Regions from separate parts of the Mus musculus genome. Here region 1 is linked to region 2. Evidence: chromatin contacts called from public HiChIP or PLAC-seq data. All regions are on one chromosome and are shown on one strand. Each heading gives the region's core, a stretch centred on a gene start, on an enhancer-like site or on the middle of the called end of the contact. The rest is flanking DNA. Distances are from core to core; before and after follow the strand shown.

Region 1 (3,950 bases), core at 915-3,414, 410 kb before region 2:
TCGAATGTCTTGGGAATGTATGCATTTGGAGCTTGTCCATCTCCCAAGTTGCCAGCCGTGGAACACTGGCCTTTGCCCTCTGGGCACAGGCACATGCTCATTGCTTCTGAGATGGAGTGCAAGCAGATAAGCTTCCCAGATACAAACAAAGGTCCATTTTTCTACCCTTAGACTAGGTGCAAGAAGTCATTCTGGACTTCGGAACCAACACTGGTGCCAAGAAAAGTCTTCTGACCACACACAGAGAAGCATGAGACAGCTGTGTGGATCAGCCAGAGGCGCCTTTCAGAGCCTGGCAGCTTTGAAAAGAAGTGCAGTTTCTGCAGAGTTCTGTACTGTCCACAGTTTCAGGGCTCTTCAAGGGTCTTTGCACGTAGCACCTGTGTGCAAGCAGGGAAAGTGTTTTAAACTCCAGTGAGATACAGTTAGGAATTGGAACCAGAGGTCTGAGTTGTAAAAATCAAATAGCACACTCAGAAACAACGGAGCCTAAACAAATTAGATGTTATATCAAAGCTTGTGGAACTCAGTGCCAACAGGCCTGAGAGGGAGTTTGACCACTCATGTGTACAGTAAGAACCTTGAAAAAAAAACTCAGAATAACAGTGTTACTTCAGGTTTTAGGTGAGCAGGAATTAGAGTCCATTACCTCAGAGACAGAAGTAATAGCACAGAGAGCTAGAGACTAGAAAAGTTGTAAGGAAAAAGAAACAGCTTTGTTTGTTTGTTTTTTTTTTTTGAAAGATCAAAAACTTGATAGCTCTGAAGCTATATGAACTTGGTTTGTGTCAGCCTGACTGGGTTTGGGCTCACCTAGGAGACACAATTCTGGGTGTGTCTGTGAAGGTGTCTCTTGAGAGGTTTAACCCACCCTGAACTGGAGACGAACCACTCCATGGGCCTGGAGTTCCAGACTGAATCAAACGGAAGAAAGAGTCAGCTAAGCACAGCCATCTGACACCCTCTGTCTCCTGGTCTCCCAAGGCGCCCGAAGCGCACCTGACACCTTCAGCTCTTCTTCGATGTGGTGCTTTCTCTCTCTCTCTCTCTCTCTCTCTCTCTCTCTCTCTCTCTCTCTCTCTCTCTCTCTCTCTCCCTCCCTCCCTCCCCCTCCCTCCCTCCCCCCCCCTCCCTTCCTTCCTTCCTTTTTTATTCTTTCCCTTCATCTTTCCAGGAAACTGATATTCCAAACCACTTGTTCTTCCATGATATCCACCCAACTTTTAAAATGTTCTCTATGACCCTTGAGTAGTGTTTGTACTTCTTTGCCGGGGGTAGGAGCAGAGCAAGCAGCCTAGGTTGACGGCACCCGTTTTGTAGCTTTGGCCCAGATGGTGGAATGAAATGAGGAGATAAGGAACATGGCCCTGCTCACCTCTTTGCTTTTTCTCTCTGCATCCTCTTGCCATGCCAAAGCCCTTCACCAGTCCCTGCCCCACTTCCTGCCATCCACTGAGGTCCATTGAGGCTCCCGCGTCACCTTCAGGATCAGACTCCCAGGGTTTCAGTCAGTTCCCTGGATGCTCCTAGTTCTTTGCAGTTGATTTTGGGTCTGGAGAGTTTACTGTTTTGGTGGGAATAGGGAATTGTGGTTCAAAAACAAACTACCCCAGTTAGAAGAAAGGCATATTTTGAGAATACACAAAGCCATTTGTGTGTGTGTGTGTGTGGTTTTTTTTTTTTTTTTTTTTTTTCCTTTTCTGAGACAGGGTCTCATTAAGTAGTGTTGGCTGGCCTGAAATTTACTTTGTAGACCAGTTTGGTTTGGAACTCATAGAAATCTGCCTGCCTCTGCCCCCCTTCACTAGGATCAGAGGTGTACTCCACCACGACCAGATGTGGTCATTTCTGAGTTGTTACATGAAATACCATTATTGATACACGCAGTTGAAATTTCCTATTTCCCGTGCCCCTTCACCTCTGGACAGGCCAGTGGTGAGCCGGCTAGTTTAGTAAATTCTGTAGATAACTACATTTTTGAGAGAAATCTAAGATAGCACAGAACGCTCTCCCCGACAAGTGGAGATCACAAGGCCTCCTCTGCAATGTGTTTATCAGACACTAGCAAGGATGTGGCGAGCTTCCCTGCTCCTTGGTAGCCAGTGCTCGCTTTAACTGCTGTGGTTTGTGAGGGGAAGGAAACTGGCAACGCCCAGAGACTACAGCAGCTGCCTTCGCATTCAGGAAAAGGCGGTTAGCCCTGATTCTACTGTGTTGTAGCAGGCCAGCCAATGTCTAACTGCTAGAGTTTGGATTATATTCTATTAGTAAACTGGCTGTGGACAGGTTCCTGTTCGGAACTGCAAACCCTTCTGTTTATATGCGGAAGCTCTGCGGGCTGTTCTGCTGAAGGCTCTGCTGTGCGTGCTGGAGCAAAGTTCAGGCTCTGACTCCAACAGGCTGAATGCACAGACCTGGTTTTGAGTGTGGTCAGCTTGGAGCACGAGATACCTCAGATATGAGAATCAAGGAGAAATATTGGCTAGTCAGTGACTGGAGAAGACATAATCTTTTTTTATCTGACTTTTTACCTGTGGGCAAAGCATAAGATCGGGAGTAGGACAACTTTCTACTTTGCCTCTGTGGGAGAAAGAGCTTCACTGGCTTACTTCCGGTCACCTCTGTGTACCCCTGACAGGGAAGTCATTCTTTCAAACTGTTCAGATCTCTGCACCATACATCACATACTTTCCAGTGGGTTTCTCCATCTTCCTATTTCTATTATGTCTCTCAAAAGTTGTTTTTTTTCCCAACTTTTTAGATTAATTTGATTTTTATCAACGAGGTTCTATCACATCTTCATCTTTTCCCACGGGATAAAACAAGTTATTGGAAAGTATCCAGTAAGCTAAATATAAGAACCCAGCCCGTTTTGGGCATGCTTGACTGACTTAACTTTGAGCTAATCTGGACCCAACATTTCTCTCTGTCTGAGCACAAGCCACTCACCAGGGTTTCTCCTGTGATAATCTAGGATAAAGGTGGATGTATTATCAGTGCTGTGAGATCATATCTCTAGCTGCTCACAAAGCAGTTCAATGACAGACACCTGGTGAGTAGGACCAAAGTGTTTATTATTGGAGAACTTATGTAAAAGGGGAACACAATGTGTCATGGTCCTATCCTAGTACCACTATGGCAGTCTCTGAACTTCTAGCCTGGACCGTAGTATAGCTTGTCAGTACAGGCACATGGATTTCTCCTCCAGTGAGATCCTAGACTCTCTGAACTCAGCAACCTGAACATAGGGCTTCTCTTCCTCCTGCAGAAGTTTCTCGTTTCCCAGATCTTCTTCTTCTTCTGAGCAGTGTGAAAAACAAATAGAAATAGGAATTTTAGAGCCTCATTCTATTTAATAAGACCAAGCTGCCAGATAGTCTCAGGGAACCATGAAAAATGTGGGCAAGGCAAAAAGAAGCAACTAGGCTAGTGTCTATATAACATTAAACATACATTTAAACAAGAAACACAAACTATGCTTAAAGGGACCCCACGTTACAGGGAATATTCCAGATCTCCCTTGAGAATGGCAATAAATGAGCAGCAAGGAATCCCACATTTCCTCTTTGGCTGGGGGCCTGTAAAGTATGTAATTAGGCCTGCTTTGGCTGTGAAGAGCTATGGAGTGCACCCTCCACCCCAAAGCCTGCTTCAAGAGACCTCATGCTTCTCAGAGCACTCCTAAGACTTTATAGAGTACCAGACTCTGAGCAGATCGAAATCAATGATGTTTTTAAGTTGCATTTCTCATTTTGTTTTTCTTTCATCCTGAATTAGGCCCAAATATTTTTTTTCATAAACCACGCGACTGTTATAACTGGGAACCTCAAACTCCAATGTTTTCACATCCTCTCCAAAATAATCTAGAAATAACAGATGACAGGGTAAGGCCATTGTGCTTAAAACAGGAAGTGATGAACCTCTTCAAATTTTGTCTTCCAAGGAAGAAC
Region 2 (3,863 bases), core at 1,203-3,702:
TTCCAGTTTCCTTCTACACCCTGGAGCTGACCCTGTGCCACATCTCCATATCTAAATTCTTCCTGGAGAGAACTGATCTCCCAAGACAACTGACACATGGAATTGCAGGAGGGACAAGCCTGCAAGACCTGCTAACCTCATAAATAACCAGATGTCAAGAGGCAAGGGCAAAAACATAAGTAACAGAAACCAAGGTTATTTACAATCATCAGAACCCAGTCCTACCACCACAGCAAGCCCTGGATACACCAACACACCAGAAAAGCAAGACTGATTTAAAATCACATCTCATGATGATGATAGAGGGCTTTAAGAAGCACAAATGACTCCCTTAAAGGAGAACAGGAGAACACAGGTAAAAAGTAGAAGCCCTTAAAGAGGAAACACAAAAGTCAATTAAAGAATTACAGGATAACACACCCAAACAGGTGAAGCAATTGAATCAAACCACCCAGGATCTAAAAATGGAAATAGAAACAATAAAGAAATCAGAAAGGGAACACCTATGCTCCAAATGCAAGGAAACCCACATCCATAAAAGAAACTTTACTAAAGCTCAAACCACACACTACACCTCACACAATAATAGTGGGAGATCTCAAACCACACTCTCATAAATGGACGGATCATGTAAACAGAAACTAAAGAGACATAGTGAAACTAATAGAAGTTATGGACTAAATGGCTTTAACAGATGTCATTATAACATTTCATTCTAAAACAAAAGAATATACCTTCTTCTCAGAACTTCATGATTCCATCTCCAAAATTAACCATAAAATTAGTCACAAAACAAGCCTCAGTAGATACTTTTTGTATAAAAAGATTGAAAAACCCATGTATCTTAATAGAACATCACGGATTAAGGCTGTTCTTCAATAATAACAAAAATAACAGAAAGTCCACATAAACATGGAAGCTGAACAATGATATCCTCATTGATAACTTACTTGGTCAAGAAAGAAATAAAGAAATCAAAGACTTTTTAGAATTTAATGAAAATGAAGGCACAACCTACCAAAAATTATGTGACACAATGACAGCAGTGGGAAGAGGAAAACTCATAGCTCTATCTGCCTCCAAAAATAAACTGGAGAGAGCATACACTTGAAGCTTGACAACACACTTGAAAGTTCTTGAACAAAAAGAAGCAAATACACTGAAGAAGACATAGAAACAAAAAAGAACTATACAAAGAATGAACAAAACCAAATGTTGGGTCTTTGAGAAAATCAGCAAGATAGATAATCCGTGAGCCAGACTAGTTAGAGGACACAGAGACAGTATTCACATTAACAAAATCAGAAATGACAAGGCAGACATAGCAACAGAAACTGAGAAAATTCAAAAATTCATCAGATACTACTACAAAAACATATACTCAACAAAACTGCATACTCTGGATGAAATGAACAATTCCCTAGACAGATACCAGGTACCAAAGTTAAAACAGGATCAGCTAAACTATCCAAACAGTCCCATAAACCCTTAAAGAAATAGAAGCAGTCATTAAAAGTCTCCCAGCCAAATCAAGCCCATGACCAGATGGGTTTAGTGTAGAATTTTATCACATTTTCAAAGAAGATCTAATCCCAATACTTGTCAGATTATTCCACAAAATAGGAACAGAAGGAACACCACCCAATTCATTCTATGATCATTTTAAAGTTTTCTTGGTGTTTTTTATTGTTTTTGTTTTATTATTTATATTAATTATTGTTTTCATGTTTCTTTTAATGTCTAAGTTGTTCTGAAGGCTACTTTGCTCTCTTTAATATACTCAATCCAACTTTCTTTTGATTAGTGTTGACACAGTATGTTCCTGCATGCCTTCTCCCTCTATATTTGTCTCTTTCTTAATCCTTTTTATTGTTTAAGAATTTCATACATGCACACAATATGTTTATTTCTAATCTACCCCTTGTATATTCTCTATTATCCATACCATCTACCCTCCCAGCTAATGTGTTATATTTTTTAAGACCATTGAGTCCATGTAGGGCTACATGTATAAGCACAAAATTAGGACCATGTACTCTTGCAGTGGTAAGCTTGCATTTTCTGCATTGCTAAGGGACACTGACTCTCCTTGTGGATTTCATGTTAACTAGTCAAGTCATGGCAGCTTTTTGTTTGTCTGGTTGAGTATAGTGTTTTACTCCAATTTGTATCTGTTTTAAATTCATGCATTTAGTGAACTAACCTTAAACTGATTATTGAGCTTTATAATAATGACTTTCACATGAGCATTTTCTTTTTGGAGGCAGTTGACCCTTTTTGTTATCTTATCTTTAGCTGACTTCTTTAGATTTAATCGAATATTTTCCATTGTACCTTTTCTCATAGAATGTCAGTTATACTTAAAAAATTCTTGTGGTTTTCTAATATGTTCAAGACATACTTACAAGTACTGCTTAACAGCAATGATGACACATTTGGAAACCCTATGTTCCTCTTTCCTATTTGTTGTAGCAGTGCTGTCAAGCGTTTCCTTTATCTAAAAATGTAGCTATGTGGTATTGTATTCACTTTGTGGTTTTGAGGAGATTATACCCTACTAGAAAAATAAACTAAATACAATGCTCAAGTTTAATATGGTATTCTTCATTGTTATTATTGTCTCTATGTCAGTATAATTTTCTAGCTTATACAAATTTCCTTTTCTCTGCAAGTTTCCTTTAACATTGCTATAAGGCTGGAACAAAATTTTACTCCTGCATGTTTTTATCTCAGATCACACTCCTCTGCCCTTCAGTTTAATAGGAGAATTTTGCTAAGTCAATCTTAAAAGTAAATCATCTCACTCTCTAAGGAAAGGATATGTTTAACTTATTTCTTCAGAGAACTGTTTGCTTGCCTTTTTAAGTTCAAATTAAAAGGTTAGACATCATTGTTTTTATATCCATCGTATATGGTCTATTACAATAATTTATTTCCTTGACAATTATATTCAAGCATACAAGTACACAATACCTTCTGTTCACACACATTTTCCTCCCTCCCTCATCTCGCTCTGTCCTCACAGACCCTCCAGACTCCCACCATGTCCCTATCCTACATTTGTTTTTCATTTTGTTTTTTCCTTCATGATCCAATGGACTTATAATCCACCATGCTTTCCATGTGGGCATAAGTATGCAGCTATTCAATGGGGCAACAACAATGAAAACGTGCTTCTTATGTGTAACCAAGGGCAATGATCATAACCTGCATAGTCTTGACGTCTTTTGGGGGCTTCCTATCTGCCACAGAAATTTTTTATACATAATAATCTATAACAAATTTGTTTAAATACTTTTTAAATTATGTTTTCTTTCTAACTGGCTCAAAGTTATGCTTTATGCCTGACCTCTTCATATATCTTCAGGTTTGGTTAACTTACTCCATCTATTCTCTCTGACTCCCATATTTTTTTGGTGCTCTCTATCACATGATTCTCTACAATCCTATACCACATGTCTTCTGCTTTCCTCTCCCTTATTGACAACTTTCGTATTTTAAAATATGAATTTTTTATTCAAACTTTCACAAGTAATTAAGAGTTGTGAAAAAATTGTATTTATTCTGAAAAGCTATTATGCAAAACGTTTAAAACAACTCATTTTTATTGTTCCTATTTTTCACCAAAATGAGAATCTGGTGTCCAGAATCCTCCTTTCATCACCGAGTGACTGAGAAAATTCAGTTTTCAAATATAAATAGTGTGGATAGTATTGGTAAATAGCTTATGACTATACTAACCTCTACATATTGACATATTGCTAGCATGTATTAGCCTTATGATAAATGTTTGATAACAGAACAATAATGAAAGCCACAGGGACATAAAATTAGTGAAAGAGAGAGCAATTAAAGTAACCAGG

The links. HiChIP or PLAC-seq counts read pairs in DNA pulled down with a chosen protein or histone mark.
Region 1: an H3K4me3 HiChIP or PLAC-seq map of bone marrow-derived macrophages shows a contact between it and region 2, with 9 times the contacts expected there. The contact joins two enhancer-like sites. A contact is called at or near these places in 3 of 39 promoter capture datasets (the C10 cell line, maxillary cranial neural crest and pre-B cells), 1 of 15 datasets of contacts at CTCF or cohesin (large pre-B cells), 2 of 484 Hi-C or Micro-C datasets (both in bone marrow-derived macrophages), 3 of 115 datasets of contacts at active chromatin or transcription factors (bone marrow-derived macrophages and large pre-B cells) and 1 of 9 other capture datasets (embryonic stem cells).

The regions. Positions count from the first base shown.
Region 1 is chr6:124,373,910-124,377,859 of GRCm38.p6, reverse strand. No RefSeq gene overlaps it. Among named protein-coding and RNA genes, the nearest start is that of 1700027F06Rik, 11 kb to the right of the region's middle. Within about 2 kb of position 2,164, at least 133 of the 459 cell types and tissues checked have an H3K27ac peak or open chromatin away from gene starts, as enhancers often do. A contact at or near this core is called in bone marrow-derived macrophages and pre-B cells, where this site is marked.
Region 2 is chr6:123,960,125-123,963,987 of GRCm38.p6, reverse strand. It overlaps the pseudogene Gm21023. Among named protein-coding and RNA genes, the nearest start is that of Vmn2r26, 63 kb to the left of the region's middle. Within about 2 kb of position 2,452, at least 36 of the 459 cell types and tissues checked have an H3K27ac peak or open chromatin away from gene starts, as enhancers often do. A contact at or near this core is called in bone marrow-derived macrophages and pre-B cells, where this site is marked.